2 separate regions of the Xenopus tropicalis genome follow, and region 1 is linked to region 2. A link is a contact called in public Hi-C data. All regions are on one chromosome and are shown on one strand. Each heading gives the region's core, a stretch centred on a gene start, on an enhancer-like site or on the middle of the called end of the contact. The rest is flanking DNA. Distances are from core to core; before and after follow the strand shown.

Region 1 (4,160 bases), core at 147-2,646, 270 kb after region 2:
TCCAGGTGCAAGCACAGGGATAGGCTGATGCCAGTGTAGGGGCTGATTCTCAACCTGCATTTATCTATTGCTGAGAATCAGCCTGTGTGGCATTAGCCTAATGGTCCAAATACATTGCATTTAGCATGTAACTTTCTACTTGTACATTCATAAAACAATCAGTACATTTATAAATTGCTAATCTATATCGTGTTTGTGGGCAAAAACACAGCTTCAGGTACTTATTTCCGTGCCAGCTAATTTACGTAGGAAATAAGTTATTACTGACTGCAGGCTTTCATAGACTTTCCCAGAGGGGACTCAGATGCAAAAGGTGATTTATTATTTAAAGTAGGAATCATTACAGCTCTGACAATTGTTATCTAAATTGTGAATACTCCCATTGAATTTGCATGCAGGGATTCTGATGGGTGTTAGTACTCGCCATTGCAAAGGGGAGAAGTTTTCACCTACACAGAATTATCTATTTAGATTCCAAGAACCAGGATACCTTGTGAGGGTATAGTTAAACTATGATGAAATTAAGGGGAAAGACAAACCTCTCAATGTCTATTCAATTTACCTCAATTATAATTGAGGTTATACATGGTAATAGGAGTTTTAGTCCCCCAACAGTATTGTCTGATAACTCTGCTGTCCTGCTCATTCAGTGATGCAAGAATAATATGGTACCTTGGAAATACAATGCTAATATCATGTATAAGTCTTTGTTAGGCAATGAAACAGAAGTAATGTAATAGCTAAAGTTCTGAGTAACATCTAAAGTGTTGGAAAATCATATTTGTCTTTGTTTTTCTTTCCATGTTATTTCATGGAATGTGATTTACTTTAGCAGCAAGAAACTATTTTTATCATGTGAAATATTTCCCTTGGACATGTGCATGTAAATGTGTTTATCTTTATAAACTGAACAAACAGGCTGTGGTATCCTTACACATGGAGCGTAAGCTCTTTGGCTTTTCTGCCGGCTTGTGTTACCGACAGCTACATAAAACAAACAGGTCGGGATAAGTAATAAGCCTTTTTTCACTTGAAATAAAACAGATGTGGCTTCTAAATGACCTTAAAACAAAGCCCTACTCCTGGCGTGAATAGAGCCCATGGAAAACCTGTTGTCTGACACCCTTCTGCCCACCTGGCTGACAATCAAATTCTGCTGGGCTTTCTAAGGGATTTTGGGGGGCTTTGAACCCTGAGATTAAGGTAATCCGTCTTTGCTGACTGCCACTGACCCTGCCTGGCTAGGATTTCTCCTGCTTCCCAGAAGTGTCTGGCTTTATTTTGTTTCCCACTAGTGCAGGTGGGGGCATGTGAGGAAGTGGAGAGTTCCAGGCTGCTGCCTGCGTAATCCTTGGAACCTGACCTAGCTCCCCCTCTCCCAGTACCTGCCTCCTGGGAAGTCAGTGGGGGAGAACAAGTCAGTGGGTGGTCAGAGTGCAGAGTGGGAACAGCTTTTCCCAGTACATGTGCAACATGTGCTCAGCGGCTGTCACTGGTCTGGGAATGGGATGCAGTTCCGATATGTGCAGGGAAAGCCTCTAGGGTAGAAGCTTAACCCACTCATGTTAGGAAAGCTGTGAAAAATCTAAATTTTCTTTGTCATATAATCCATTTTATTGAACGCAACACACAATATTAGTTTCTACTAAATAATTTATAAAAAGTCTTCTAAATTACTGTACAAGTAGCAGGGGAGAACTAGACTTTGGTTATATAAATTCATAAAACTTAGGATAAATAATCACATATTGCAGTGTGATAATATTCATTAGTCAGTTACATTACATTGTGAATTGAATTGCGCACCTTTTGAACCAGTTTGAATATGGTCAGGGTTGTAAGTAGAGAAAGCAACCCTATGGCTGCATGAGGACCCAGAGGTATAAATGGCAATAAATGAGCAATCACATTATATATACTAGTTAAAGGACCTAGTAACATGTAGTTTGTTTCCTGCTTATACCATATATTACATTTGCTGTAAATTTACTGTAAAACTGTCTGGTCGGTAGTCCTTCAGTTTTTGTTGAACTACAGTAACCAGCACCAGCAGGAGTTTACCTTCGACAAAAACTGAATAGCTGCAAGTTGGCAACACAAATATAAGGTGTGAGCACTTTTCTGTCTGAAAATACTATGTCGGTATATACAGGCATATCCATAAATCCAATATCCAGAGAGCTCGGGATTAAGGGAAGGCCATTTAGCAGCCAGGGCCCAACTCACCCCCATGGTAAATTCTGTGAGCTCTTTTCCGCCAGCTTTTTTTCTGGTGACTGTGGGAGTTGAACGTGGATGTTTCTCCACCTGCAGAAAAATACACAGGTAGAGAGAACCCTACATGTAACCTGTAACTGAAGTAACTGAAGTTCAAAGGGGAAGAATTATAGGCGAATCTGTAGCAGTTAGTTGCAGGTGTCGTCAGAACATGACCGTGGGTCAAGTCTCAGTAAAGGCTTTCTCCGCTTGGGGAGAAGCATGCACTGACTCAATCACAATATATTTTATGTCATTACCCAAAGATATGATCTTATTTTACTGTGACAGCTTAGTAAGTACACAAATGTATACAAATGTTAATTCTGTCATTATCTCAGAGGATGCACTGAATTCCACACCCATGCTAGCTGCTCACACCTTTCTATTCATAGCCCAGTTTACACACTAAACATCCCAGTCTTAAGAAGATATTGTTGAGTGTATACATAACAGTTCTTATTTCCACCTGCCACAGGCCGAAAGGAAAGTAACGTCGCTTTGTTCTGGGCCATTAGGTGGCCGGCATCACTGGACTCCATGCGCACTGCTTCTTTTCTTTGCTATTATGGCAGCAATCACTCATGAATAAATGTAAATATGGACATTCAAACAGCTCTCTGTTTTGAATAAACTATCATTCAGTGGCTATTATAGGACTATAACATGAAAAGGCTGCTGTTACCCTCCCACAACACAGGAGTCAAGCCACATAAATACATCTTTTTTTTACATCATCAGTTTTGGCTATAGTAAAACCAAGATCTGAGCAACCTTGAAATCTATACCATATGCATCAGCCCAAGTATTGGCCACCTTTGGAGTCCTGCAGTAGGTTAGGTGTCCACACTGCAATACGGGTATTGGGCAGGTAGTGGGCACTTAGAGTGTGGGTAGGGTGCAGCTCACAAGTCAGGACTGGTGATGCATTTTGTTCTATTCTTTCAAAACAGCTTATCATAATTCCTTCAGGCAATCAACCCATCTTCAGGCATTTCCATATATTACTATGGGTAACAAAGTAGCAGGTTGGGTTATGGGTATGACTATTGTGGGTCAGAGAGAGTGGATCAAGGCAGGTAGAAATGCAGGCTATATTTTCCATTGCAGACAGTGGGTCCTGAGTGTCCACCCTATTACTTGCAGGCCTTAAGTTGGTGTTGGTTAAGTTCCATCCCCCCACGTAATGTGTTCGTACATAAAAGTATAATACTTGTGCCAATGCCATTATGTCTCTTGCCAATTGCTTTTCAATCAGTGGCTAAAGATGACTCTTTAAGAAATGGTATATGTTGCCCTTGTACAGAATTGTAATACATTTCTTGGCTGTATATGGGTACTAGGTTCCATAATTTGATGGATCAGGAAATATATGAAATAGCCCATTTTTCATCATACTGGGGAAAACTCTAAGATAGTTACAAAAGTTTATTAGGAAACATTTTCCTGCCTGTCAAAAATGACTTATTGTATGTATGTATGTATAACTTTATTTATAAAGCGCCACAAGGGTACGCAGCGCTGTACAATCTTACAGAATACAAAATTACACACAGGGAGGACAAGTGATATAATAAATAAATACAATAAATATATATATATATAAGTGCCATGTGGTATGAGACACAGTAGGAAGGAGGTCCCTGCCCCATAGAGCTTACAATCTAAGTGGTTGGGTAACATACAGGCACAAAGCGGAAGGTAAGAGTGCATCAGGTATGGGCATTTGCCCTTAAGCGCAGGACTGGGCAAAATAATGTCTTAGTGCTCCAGAAGGTAACAGCTGAGCTTTTTCTTAAAGAGAGTGGGTGAGTTTTCCCTACGGAGGGATTCAGGGATAGAGTTCCAGAGGTAAGGACAGGGCCGCCATCAGGGGGGCACAGGGGGTACAGCCGTCCCGGGCC
Region 2 (4,111 bases), core at 642-3,141:
TGTCCTTGAAAATGCACCTTTTTATCCCTCTGTTTCCCTTAAAACGCCCAATTGCACATAAATAATTTAGTGATCCTATAGTCATAAATCAGTTCTTTTCTTACTCTATAGCAGTGATCCCCAACCAGTGGTTCGTGGGCAACATGTTGCTCCCCAACCCCTTGGATGTTGCTCCCAGGGGCCTCAAAGCAGGTGCTCATTTTTGAATTTCTGGCTTGGAGGCAAGTTTTGGTTGTATAAAACCCAGTGTAAAGCCTAACAGAGCTTTCTATAGGCCTCCAGTCCACACAGGGGCTATCAAATAGCCAATTATAGCTCTTATTTGCACCTCCAGGAACTTTTTCCATGCTCGTTTCGGTCCTGGGTTTAAAAGGTTGTGGATCTCTGCTCTATAGCCTATGGTTATATGACCTTAAGCATATGCCTTAAATCAGGCTTGCGGCCCCCTTTGTGTGAAATTCTCTTGGGCAGTAATGGTCTATGACTATGGCCTGTTTATAGAGATTAAATGTTAATTCTACTGAAAATATTTCAAAATCAGCCCAAAGTGCATAAAATTATGCTGTTTCCAGGGTCGGACTGGGCCAGACCCAATCCCTGTTGCCGCTTCCCCTAGCCGCCAATGTCCTCCCCTGAGATGTTTCACTTACGCGCTCAGGGGAGGACGTCAAGCGAGTAGTGTGGGCCCCTGCAGGCGGTTAGGGTGGGCGCGGCCTGCACCTTGGGCCCCCCCCCGCACCCCCAAGTTAGACCCTGGCTGCACTCATTTATAAAGGTGTAGCAAAGATGTAATATTTGTACTAATATTGCATCTTTTGGGGAAAAAAGGCATATTTTTATAGACCGTCGGTTCATTTTTTGCTTCCTATGCCATGTACTGTGGGCTCTGCATAGCTGGGAAAAGCCGGCACTAATTAACATTGCTATACCATGTGCCTGTCCTGTGGTTACCCTGCCCACAGCCCACAGTATTATTAACATTGATTAATAAAGCACCAATATATTCCGCAGTGCTGTACAATAGTGGCTTTCATATATTGGACATACAGAGTAACAAATAAAGCAATCAATAACCGATACAAGAGGTGAAGAGGGCCCTGCCCAAAAGAGCTTACAATCTACAAGGAGAAAGGGGTGAGACACAGGGTGTGGGAATGGGAAAGATCAGAATTAAGCAGAATACAGAAACATCTGCCAAATCTTGGCCAGATCTGAAAAAATCTAGAAAAAAGCTTGAATTTAGCCAAAACCACAAATCAGTGCATCCCTTAAAATTGAGTGTCTTTAACTCTCTAAAAAAACAAACAGAACAGTTTAAATGGACACAAGCATTTTGGACTACAGCTATAATTTAGTATTTGTTATATATTCTTATATAAAAATAGGTCATGTCACTAGCTGACCTTAGCACTTATTCCACATACCCATCTATAATACTTCTTATGTAACATACTGTATTTACATCTCTCTCTCTCTATCTAATGTATATACAGGGTTCTGGGTATTTTTTCCTTGCTGCATTGTATATAACATGGAACATTACACTGCAGATATGTGTATTCCACTGCCTTGTCTTGGGGTGGCACATCCACCCATTATTTGAAGCAAACATGTCACTGGGCTGATGTGAAATCTTACTCACCTCAGTAATATGTATATGTTCAGCCAGAGTAATTCATTAAATCTCATTACCTAATTAACCACACATTGTACTTATACAAAGACCACCAGTCTTTTTGCCTCCTCTGTGGGGACTCACACATGCAGAAATAATCTATTGTTCTTGCAAATGGAAATTAATGGATTGCCTTTCAGCCCATGGCATTGGATGGATAAGCATCCCTTGTCTATTCCAAAACAGCTTGGTGCATTCACATGCAATTGGGAGGCAAGAGGCTGAGAGAAGCTTAATTCTCCCTCACATTGTGTGAGCATGTTTATTTGAATGAAAACCCCAAGCTACACTCCATCTGCAGCATTGGATTGCACTAGACCTAGCTCCTGTATTTGTTCTGTGGCTGCCCCAGGAATGTATTTTGCACCCAGACACATTATGTTGAGCCATTCTGTGGATTGTACATTTCCTGAAGTCTGTTTACTGCACAAACACAAGATCAGCCATGAATGGTATCTGTCTATGAGACCTTAGCATATACAAACAGATTAATGGCCAGTAGGGATGACACTTGTAATACAAGATTAGATGTCCTGCCAATAAGAGCCTTGTGTAATATGTTACTGGGCAGTCGGTTATATTTGTTTTTTATGCATGTATATGGGGTTGCACAGCCCTAAAGTCACTCACACCATGAATTACGGTATGAACTTGCGAATCGAGAATTACACGGTAATCTGCATTTTTGCAGTTCAACTGTCTCTGCCTCCAGACTAGAGATTTGCAACAATTACCCCCAGAATCCTCTATAATACCTGCTTTAGCAGCTTAATTTCAGTAATAGTTCTGGATTATCAGATGGGTGGGGTGGGTTTCAGGGGATTAAAGCAAAGAAAATGTACTGAAGCCAAACTACAAGCAGCAGGCCAACAAACTATAAGAAGGGCAATGTCCAGGGCCGGAACTACGGGTAGGCAGAAAAGACATGTGCTTAGGGCGCAATGGTGGGGTGGGGGTGCTGTACACATACCACTTCTGCCTCTGCTTCCTGTGAGGATCTTAGATTTACCAATTCTCTTGCTCTCTCTCCACCCCACCCCCCCTTTCTGGTCAGGGCCAACACACTCTCATATTTGAGGGGCAGGGGTGCACATGATCAAGGATGGGTTGTCTTGGGTGACCCTGGCAATGTCTAGATGTCTTGCACTAATTAGGCCTCTAGTTAGCCATACTAGGGCAATTCAATTTGTTCCTCCAGACCCAGTTGGCAGCTAAAGGCTAATGTCTCGCGTTTTTTTGCGTATATCGGCTACATGTGCCTGCACCCGAGCGTATCTCATTCATTCGGGTGCAGGCACAAGTAGCGGGCGTAAGGCTGTATTTTTGCCAAGCGTTTTTCCGCTTTCTGAAAATATCAGCCCCACACCACGTCTGGCATTAGCCTAATGGTTCATGAATGGGGGTATTTTGATGCTAATCAGTTATTAGGGGCTTTTCCCCTTTATAAACAATACTTACTGAAAATAGCTGATTACAACACCGCTGTATTGTTATAACCATGACCATTATACTGCAGTTACCTGATCATGTGAATAATTGGGGACACTTACAGAAAATTGGGGACACTTACAGGTGGCCATACACACTGAGCTGACAGCTTATCTGCCTATGTACGGGGCCCCCCAACAGGCCTGCCCAACTGAGGCCCAGATATTCCAGCTTTAAAGATGGCTATACATGCTGAGTTGATAGCTTACCTGCCTATGTATGGGGCCCCCCAACAGGCCTGCCCAACTGAGGGCCAGATATTGACTGGATAGGTTTAAAAACCCATTGACCTGGATTTGTGATCCAATATTTGGCCTGAGATTTATGAAAATGTGAGATTAGAACTCGCCACAGGAGAATTCATCCACTTTCTATTCATTCCTATAGGATTTTAAGAAGTGTATTTATCAAATGGTGAAATTGGCTCACATTTTAATAAATCTTCCTCTCATATGGTGCATAGATCATTTATCAAGGTGCCCCTGGAAATTCTTATTAGTAACTATGCAAATCCTATAATGAGTTATAGGAATAGGGTGATGTGTGTGACACACTTTCTTTTGTGTAGTCTCGTTGATGTGCCGCCCCTCTATTTAGCCGGTTAATCTGTGCTATTGATACTATCTCAGGACGGCCAAATTGCTCTTAGTGCTAAGCGCTGTTTTAGTGTTTGGGATAAACTTATTCACCTGTAATTATCTAATTGTAGTAAACAAAGCAGAGCTATTTATTTACTTGATGCTGCCTGGAGGCACGTTGTACTGATGAGGAGCAAGCCCACTGATTGTGCTGGAAGACTCATTAATTTGCTGTTCCTTTTAATGAGAGTGCTTGTTACAAATTGTAAACCATTTGCCCAGGGAAGAGGTAGATGCACAGTTTGGCCTAGAAGCATGTAGATTCCATCTTACTATGCACCTTCATGTAGGTACTTCCTATGTGATCCTG

Evidence for each region. Hi-C and Micro-C count contacts between places; a contact is called where the count stands out from the background.
Region 1: a Hi-C map of gastrula embryo shows a contact between it and region 2, with 2.9 times the contacts expected there. The contact joins two enhancer-like sites. A contact is called at or near these places in 4 of 5 Hi-C or Micro-C datasets (brain, gastrula embryo, neurula embryo and 1 more).

The regions. Positions count from the first base shown.
Region 1 is chr7:88,837,320-88,841,479 of UCB_Xtro_10.0, forward strand. No RefSeq gene overlaps it. Among named protein-coding and RNA genes, the nearest start is that of perm1, 22 kb to the right of the region's middle. Within about 2 kb of position 1,397, at least 4 of the 11 cell types and tissues checked have an H3K27ac peak or open chromatin away from gene starts, as enhancers often do. A contact at or near this core is called in gastrula embryo and neurula embryo, where this site is marked.
Region 2 is chr7:88,568,255-88,572,365 of UCB_Xtro_10.0, forward strand. No RefSeq gene overlaps it. Among named protein-coding and RNA genes, the nearest start is that of agrn, 95 kb to the left of the region's middle. Within about 2 kb of position 1,892, at least 3 of the 11 cell types and tissues checked have an H3K27ac peak or open chromatin away from gene starts, as enhancers often do. A contact at or near this core is called in gastrula embryo and neurula embryo, where this site is marked.